2 separate regions of the Zea mays genome follow, and region 1 is linked to region 2. Evidence: chromatin contacts called from public Hi-C data. All regions are on one chromosome and are shown on one strand. Each heading gives the region's core, a stretch centred on a gene start, on an enhancer-like site or on the middle of the called end of the contact. The rest is flanking DNA. Distances are from core to core; before and after follow the strand shown. Region 1 has its middle 6.8 kb from the start of TRNAG-UCC. Region 2 holds the start of LOC103641584 (farnesylated protein 3).

The links. A called contact is a pair of places that touch in the nucleus more often than the background predicts.
Region 1: a Hi-C map of leaf shows a contact between it and region 2, with 5 times the contacts expected there. The contact joins the enhancer-like site here to the promoter of LOC103641584 in region 2. A contact is called at or near these places in 4 of 25 Hi-C or Micro-C datasets (ear, leaf and tassel) and 1 of 3 datasets of contacts at active chromatin or transcription factors (leaf).

The regions. Positions count from the first base shown.
Region 1 is chr10:112,380,538-112,384,935 of Zm-B73-REFERENCE-NAM-5.0, forward strand. No RefSeq gene overlaps it. Among protein-coding and RNA genes, the nearest start is that of TRNAG-UCC, 6.8 kb to the left of the region's middle. Within about 2 kb of position 2,569, at least 14 of the 20 cell types and tissues checked have an H3K27ac peak or open chromatin away from gene starts, as enhancers often do. A contact at or near this core is called in ear, leaf and tassel, where this site is marked.
Region 2 is chr10:112,276,264-112,280,848 of Zm-B73-REFERENCE-NAM-5.0, forward strand. It overlaps LOC103641584 (farnesylated protein 3), which reads left to right and starts at 1,319. Exons shown (of 5, transcript XM_008664923.4): 1 at 1,319-2,019; 2 at 2,161-2,410; 3 at 2,749-2,993; 4 at 3,121-3,208; 5 at 3,330-4,158. The coding sequence starts at 2,011. The coding sequence ends at 3,886.

The DNA.
Region 1 (4,398 bases), core at 1,319-3,818, 110 kb after region 2:
GCTGGGCGCGTGGGCGGGCGTCGTGGCCGAGAAATCCGGCGACGTGCGCGAGTGCGCACGCGCAGGTCGATGGCGAGCGCGGAGGGGGCGGAACTGACAGGTAGGATCCACGACGCAGAGAGAGGAGAAAGGGGCGTGCGGGGCAACGGCTCGGCGACTGGCGAACCGGGCCCGCGAGATAGAGAGAGGGAGCACGCGGGGAAGAAAACTGGCGCCGACAGGCTGGCCCCACTAAGAAGCGAGCGAGGGAGGGAGGGCGCGCGCGAGGGAGAACTACCGCTGACAGGCGGGGGCGCGCGGTCTGGCTGAGCTTAGTGGGCCAACTTGGCTGCTTTCTCTTTTTCTTTTTCTCTGGATTTTCTAATTCCTTTTCTATTTCTTTTTCTATAGGGTTTTTCAAATCCAAATTCAAACTAGGTTTCAAATTCAAATAAATTCAAAATTGTGCAACACTTCAAAGAATATTTTAAGCTCCGCATGATGCAACATTTCATGACTCATAATGTTTTGACAAAAATAAATAATTAATCTACACTAGTTTAAGCTATTTCTAATAAAAAGGAAAAAGGTAGAAAGAATCTAGAGAGAGAAAGCCTAGAGTGAGAAAAGGAAGAGTAACACATGATTTTGGGTGATAATTAGAAAGAAATTTTACACCCCAAAATCAGGGTGTTACACTATCTCTTCATTTACCTCTAGATTTACACCTCCGTATCTTCCTAAGCTATCAGCGTACATAGATAGTGACATTGTCATATGCTATGCGGACGATTTCAACATCATGAATTAGTGGCATGAGCATAAACTAATATATCCAATTCTATTTATGTTGGCTAAAGATATTATGTCAGTTCTGGTTTAAACTATTTACTTAGAATCTTTCTTTAGTCTCACTAAAAGAGTTATTGAGAAGCGACCTACATGAGGCGGGAAGCGCGACCTACATGAGATGGAAGGTGCCCATGAGGTTGATGTTCACCATCAACTTGATCTCATCCTTGTCCTGCCTCTCGAGCTCATGTAGCATGAACACACCATGGTTGGAGACCAGAACATTGACAAGGTTGGCCACACACGCCATGACGTTTGTGTCGTGCACGTCGGTGGCATGGACGCCGACGTTGTCCCTACCCAAGTTGCGCTGGATGGCGGAGCGCAACTCCTTGAGACGAGTGTGGTTGTGGGCCAGGATGGAAATCCGCGCGCCCCTCCCGCGTCGCGATCGTGGCCATGGCAAGCCTGAAGCTGCTAGACCCGCCTATGACGAAGACGGGGTGGCCTTTGAGCGGGATCAGCGTGGCCTAGGGTCACGTGAGAAATGCGAGCACAATGAGTAGATTGTCGGTAGGGGTGGAAACAAGTCGAGCCAAGCTCGACTCGTTGTGGCTCGGTCAAGTACGAGCTCGGCTCGCTTCTCTAGTGAGCCAAAAAAGTAGACTTGGTTTGGCTCGCTAATTGCTCGCCGAGCCAACAAGCCTAGCCATAGACATGAACTCGCCCTCTAAATTATAATATAAAATCTTTAAAATAATTTAAGTAACATATTTTAAATTAGTAAAATAGATATATTATTAATATAATGTAGAAATATATTAATTTTGTACAATAATCTTAAATAATATAATTTAATCGTTTATTTGGTACTAAGACTATATGCTAATTAGGATTTTTAATAAATTGTTGTTAGGTCGAGCCACAAGCCAACTCGTGAGCGGTAGCGAGCAAAAGTTGGCTCGCTCTTTTCTCGAGCCACAAAAATAGGCACGAGGCGAGCTGCTTCGAGCCGAGCCAAGATGTTGCGAGCCAACAAGCTCGAACGTTTTTTCTAGGCCTAGTTATTAGTGATGGACATCACTAGTAGGAGGAGCAAGGAATGAGGGATGATCTAAGTAATATTGACCATTGAATTTGAGTAAGAGAGAAGGTTATCCAGCGGTGTTAAGTTTGAGTGCAATTTGTTTGGTGGATTTAGTAGAGGTTATGGTTTGGGGGTAATTTAAACTAATGGATTATATAGTGGTATGGATTTAGATGATGAGTTCATACTTATGACCAGATCAGTTGTGTCGCACGAGCTGACTTTGAATCGAGTTAACTTCCTAACCCCCTTTGACAGGACTCCAACTCCTCTGAAAACGGCTCCGACTCTACCTCTTTTGGCTCCTTGGCTTCTCTAGAGGAGTCATACCCATTTCACAATTCGTTTGGCAAAACAAATTCTCCTGTATATTTTTTGAATGGTGTATATGGAAAATGTAAGAGGAGCAAGTAGAAGCCATGTTTTTGGTGTTCTGGCTTCTAACAAAAAAAAACAGCTCTAGCTTTTAAAGGGCTCTCGACGAGAAGCCATTTTTTAATTGTTTGGTAGTGCTTCACGATAAACCATAGTTGGTACCATCTAAAGAGCCATGACAAAATGCCCTTAGGCTCACAAGAGGAGCCCAGCCGGCTGGGCTCGTTTTTACTCCTACGTGGGGCGAAGATGCCAAATCCCCATCACTTGAGGCTTGGAGTGGGCTCAAAGACTACCAGATCTCCATGACTAGTAGCAATAGTGGGTTCAAATTCAAGTTCGATGGTAGGCTCAGGTGTGGGCTCGGAATCTCACAATGAGCCGTGGCGGTGGGCTGGGATACGAGCTCGGTGGTAGGCTAAGATCGAGCGCCGAACTAGCGTTTTGTTGTTTTTTTGTTCTTATTAATAGACCAGTAGAGTGTCCGTATGTTGTGACGACATATAGTCATGTTTGACGAATAACCCTAACAGTCCATTATCATGTCATGGTTCCTATACACAATATTCACATGGAACTAAATAGAATTACAAGCATGAATATAGAAAGTAACATAGGAGCAATTCAGATATCCTTAGTTACTATAACACATTTTTCTGCAAGCTAGTCGGGCTAAATTTATTTTGTTTGTATTGTAACTTAGCAACAAATATATAATTTAGTACATGGACACAATTAGGAACTTACCCTATATAGTCTGAGTATCTAATACAAATATGTCAAGTACAGGAGCAGTTGCAACAAAGCCAGAGCAGCATAAGGTACTTAAGCTGTAACAAGATAGGTCTTGAAAACATTTCAAAGCACTAAAATTCTTAAGCAGAGGTGCCAGCGGAAGCCTTGGCAGAGGTAGAAAACTTGGATCTCCTTTTGGCCAAGCTCTCGTTATGGCTGTCTCCCTTCCCCTTCAGCCTCTAGACAAGAAGCTTTTGGTACTCGACAGCCTCAGACTTCTTGGCGATATTCTTCTTGTCAATGATTCTAGCGCGCTTCCTCTGAAGGGTCAAGGGTCACAAGCCACTGGATCTTAGGTGCCTTGCTCACCTTCTTGCCTTCAAATCAAACAGGTTAGCTTGGAAAACTTTAGAAATCAACAGCTCATTGTCATGAATCCTATCCAAGACATAACAAGCTCAGAGCACTAATAGAGGAATAAATAACCAAGACATTTATCCAACACATAACTGATTCTAAGATACATGAGGATCTCCATATTAAGTGCGCATAACAGCTAAACAATCTATTTTGTTACATGGGTCTAATGGTTTAAATATTGTATGTCTTCATATTCCGTCTCTATCTATAAAATGCAAACAAGAAAAAAGTGTGAACCACATACTGCTCATGTATTTTTCAGTTATAAGATATGTAGATCAAACTTTTTTACAAGAAACTGCATATTGCAGATAATATGAATTTAGGGCTGACTCCCATAATCTTCATATAATATAATTTATGGCCAACAAACCTCTATCTGACATGAACAACCTTGTAACATATTACGTGAAAATATCTCTAAGAAACATCAGAGATATAAATTGTCAAGTAAATATTGAATAAAAGCATTTGTTGAGATTAGTGGCATGCCGCTTGGATTCAAGGCTAAACACAGTCACACATTAATCCTTGAAGCAGAAAGGGTCGAAGGTCCAAGAATCATTACATAAGTTATTTACCTACCAGACTCATAATTTATATTCCAAAAGAGACCTATCAAGCTCGTAAATATTGTGTTCAAATAATAGCATGTAGGCAAAGATAACTGTAAATTATTGCCTCCTACAAATCTCAGTACCGTTGCAATAACACCAAATAGATTTTTCTTGTTCTTAGCAGGATCACCTATAAATGTGATACTAGCTAGCTCTATTGTGCATGTAAAAACCGGTAGGTGGCTAAGGTCAGATCGCTCTGTTGTATACAATGGCAATGGCGTCCAACTCTTTGAGCTACTTCATATAGAAGATTCCTATAAACCCATGTTTCGTCCTGTGTAAAAATAGCTATAAATCAAAGAATAGAAGCAGAGGATGGAACATTCTATGAAGATTAAAATAAGTGATAAGTATGTGTCACACCCGGTTTTAAGGGCAAAACCGAATGCA
Region 2 (4,585 bases), core at 69-2,568:
GTCAAATGGATAGAGGACCGTTTAGAGAAACTCTTATAGATCAAGCATGCATACATAAGAGGGCTTCTGGGTGGTAATGACCGGTTGATCGTAGATACTACTCGTTCCATCCTAAATAAGTTTGGACATAACCTATGTCCAATAAATATATAGCAAATTAAGACTACGTATCTAATAGATCAAGCATGCATACATAAATTTAGAATAGATTGGAGGGAGTAATAATTGGCTGTTTCGATATAAGGCAGTGTTTGGTTGAAGAGCCAAGTAGAACGGAGCCGTTCTGTCCCAGTTTTATTGTTGTTTGGTTACAAAGTAAATAGAACGGAATGGCTCCAATTAGGGAATATTCTCCTCAGATCCGGAATCATTCCGCTCCAAAAAATCAACCGGATGGAGCCGCTCCGTTCCTATCCCGCTCTCACAGTCACGCTCTGTTCCGTTCACTCTACAACCAAACAAAAAACAGATTCGTTCTGTTCCAGATTACCAAACACAGAACAGAGCGGCTCCGTTCCTAGAATTATGGATGGAATGACGTTCTACTTGGCTCCTCAACCAAACACTACCTAAACGAGCCGGGTCTAGCTATTTAATTTGTTTGCTGGATATTTGAACTAGTTAGATACATACATGCATGCATCCCACCAGTGACCAAAAACAACAGTATCGTCCCACCTAGTGCTGAATGAATCTGCGTGCGTACCAGATAGCTTGTGTGCTATCTACATCTTCTTCTTCTTCTTTTTCTCCTTTCGTGTCTGCACGATCGATGCATGCATGGCAGACAGCTGGTTGGTGGAGATACATGTGTGTTGATGAGTCATGCTTATTAGCCTGGCGAAGCAATACTAGAGCAAAAGACATAAACCGACGATGTGCTTTAGTTAACGTAATGCTTAGTAGCGTGTGGCGAGAGAAGGAAACGACGCACAAACTAAAGGCACTTTCTACACAAAATACGACGTGGCGAGATAACGCGGCGCGTCCTCGCCAGCAAAGCCTAGATAGATAGATAGATAGATAGATAGATAGATAGATAGATAGATAGATAGATAGATAGATAGATAGATAGATAGATAGACGCTGCAGCTGCAAAAAAAAAAGTCACTTTGAGAAATAAACCGACCGAGCAAGTCACGTGGCAAGGAAGCCTCCGTGCATATTTTGTAGGTTTGTGTCACCCAACGGGGGCAGTACTGTGGCGTGTGCAAACCTATCTGAAGCAAAAAAAAAAAAGTCACCCCATGGTACAAAACAAACATGGTACCGCAAAATCGTTGTTATCTTTTTCGTCCTCTTAAAACTAGCTTAGTAAGGCGAATATTTGGCCTGGCATCCCTGTGCTTGCATCCAAACGTACCCTTGATGCCTGGCACTCTCTGGCAGGCAAGTGCGCATGCCTACGAGCGCACAAAGAGCCCTAGAAAACTGAAGTCTTGCGGAGTAGTACATCGCAGTAATACATTCGGCTTGTTCGCTGCGGCTTGCTGCGGCTGCAATCCGGCTGCGGCTGCGGCTTCTACAGTATTTTTCTCTCTATGGATTGCAGCTGCAGCAATCCAAACAGCTGCAACAGTGTCGGCTTGTAGCCAGCCGAACACGCCCATTGACTCACAGAATCCGCAGGCCCTCCGTGCAGTAATTTCTTACAGCTACCTATACGTACACGGCGGTGCAGGGTGCTCCCAGAAGAATACAGTGTGCTACGGCACTCTACTTCCCAAGAGAGAGTGAGAGGGCGGCAAGGGAGGGACGTGGAGAGAGAGGAAGAGATGCCGAACGAAATCATTTCATTTTCCGTGCGGATCTTGCGGGCCTCCGTGGCTGGCGGCGCCTACCACCAGACACCCGCTAGGCCGCTACATAAGGCGAGCCCCCCATCCCCACTTGCTGCCCCCTCAATCCCTCATAGTCAGTCATAGAGCGAGAGGAAGAGGCGCGCGTGGGTGCAGTGCAGACGTGCGGGGCAGAGCACAACAGCAGCGGATCCGGGGAGGGAGGGAAGCCATGGGCGAGGTGAGTTCGGCCGTTGTTCCCGTCTGGGGCGGGAGCCGAGGACGGACGGCGCTTCCCATCTCCTCCCGCCGGGCGTCCGGTCGGGTCGGCCGTCTCGTCTCATCCTGACGCTAGCTTCGTACTGCCGTTGCCTGCTTGCAGGAGGCGGCCAAGAAGGAGGAGGTGGAGAAGCCCAAGGAGGCCGCGGCGGCAGAGGAGAAGAAGAAGGACGACAAGCCCAAGGAAGTAGGCGGCGGCGGCGGCGGCGAGAAGCCCAAGGACGGGGAGGAGGAGGAGAAGAAGAAGGAGGACGCGCCCCCGCCTCCGCCACCGGAGGAGGTCGAGATGCGGGTCTACATGCACTGCGAGGGGTGCGCCCGCAAGGTCAAGAAGATCCTCAGGCGCTTCGACGGTAATGCTGATGCTGTCCTGTCCTCTGCTGCCCCTACCCCTCTGCTGTCCTACTACTATCTCTACGTGTCCATCGGTTTTCTTCTTTGTTGTTGTAGTATTAAACACGCGTGATTGCACGATGTGATTGAGATTTCAGAATATTCTGTCTCTCTCTCACTCTCACTCTCACTCTTTTTAAAAAAAAAATCAATCCAGATTAGGGACACTTGCTTCAAAGGTTATATTCTTGGAAGAATTAGTGTGATTCATGGCAGCTTCTCAGAGCGCCCAAGAGAATGGCACGCATCTGAACTGAAATGGAAACTGTGCTGTGCTGTGCTGTCACCACCACTGCAGGAGTGGAGGATGTGATCGCCGACTCCAAGGCGCACAAGGTGCTGGTGAAGGGGAAGAAGGCGGCCGCCGACCCCATGAAGGTGGTGGAGCGCGTGCAGAAGAAGACCGGCCGCAAGGTCGAGCTGCTGTCGCCGATGCCGCCCCCGCCGGAGGTGGAGGAGAAGAAGGAAGATGAGGCGGAGAAGAAGAAGGACGATGAGAAGAAGGCAGAGCCCGAGCCGCCGAAGCCGGAGGAGAAGAAGGAGGTGAGATCGAAAATCACAGCCTGGTGGTCTGCATTTGGCCCCCCGAAACTGCATCGGTTCCATGCTCCATGGAACAGAGGCTGATGTGAGGATTTTTCGTTTTTTTTTCTCTTTTTTCTTGTTGAAGCCGCCGGTGATCGCTGTGGTGCTGAAGGTGCACATGCACTGCGAGGCGTGCGCCGAGGGGATCAAGAAGAGGATCCTCAAGATGAAAGGTGGGTGCTCTGCTCTCCAACATAACTCCTCCACCCACCTGCTTGACCAAGAATTAACTAGTAGTCCCTGCTCTGAACCACAAATGTACGTATGTATGTATGGGTATGGCTGTGCATGCAGGCGTGCAGTCCGTAGAACCGGACCTCAAGGCGTCGGAGGTGACGGTGAAGGGCGTGTTCGAGGAGTCCAAGCTGGCGGAGTACGTGTACAAGCGCACGGGCAAGCACGCGGCCGTCGTCAAGTCCGAGCCGGCCCCGGCGCCGGAGGGCGGCGGCGGCGACAAGGCGGCCAAGGAGGAGGAGGAGAATAAGAAGGATGCAGGCGGTGCCGGAGGCGAGGAGAAGAAGGACGGCAAGGAGGAGGAAGAGAAGAAGGATGGCGGCGAGAAGAACGAGGAGAAGAAGGACGGCGGCGACGGAGACGGCGACAAGAAGGACGAGGCCGGCGACAAGGACAAGGACCCGGCCGCCAGCCTGTACATGCACTACCCGCGGTTCCCGTTCGCTGGAGGGTACTACCAGCCGCCGGCCTACCCGCCACCTCCGGGGTACCCGTACGCCTACCAGCCGGCCTACCCGCCGCCGTTCTACGCGCCGCCGCACCACCTGCACCAGCAGCAGCCCATGGCGCCGCAGATCTTCAGCGACGAGAACCCCAACGCCTGCTCCGTCATGTAGTTGTCACTCAAATGTCATGTAAAAAAAAAGAACCGTAGGACCCTGTGTTTGCGCGGGGTCCTGCCCCTGCCAGAGCGAGGGACCCTGTCTTTGCCAGAAATGCCCCTGGGCAACCAAGCTAATGGCGACTTTGTTTGAACAAAAAGTAGCAGACTTTTTTGCGGGGTTCGATTTCTCTCTCTCTCTCTTTTTCTTTTGTAATTGTAACCCTTTTTTCACCTTTCTGGACTGGTATAAAAGTAAGCCTGGACTCGTCAGTTTATGGGTGCATATGGAGGAGTATCTTTGTGTAGAATATTCTGGCTGGTACTGACTACTGCGCTTCGGACTTGTATAAAAAAAGAACTATTATTAGTTTGTTTGTTTGGATTTAATCCTTACTAGTTTCTATTAATTTTACGGTGTTTTGTCTTCTAAACTTTCTATAGATTAGAGGAATATTTAGTTTGTAGTTGACTGTGTCACGCTTTTTCTAAGATACCAAATATGCTGTACAACTTCAGCAGTCCGGCTATATGTGTAGTGTATGTATGATATTACTGCTCTGACAAGTTCAGTTTACGTTGGCAATTCTCCCACTCGCAGTTTGCATTGGAGTCTGAACTTTTTACCACGGGTGAATGATGTGAAGATTCTAGAGTCAATGTGCAGCGAGAGAGCACTGACCGTGACCGAGAGGAGGGGGAGACATCAGACAAG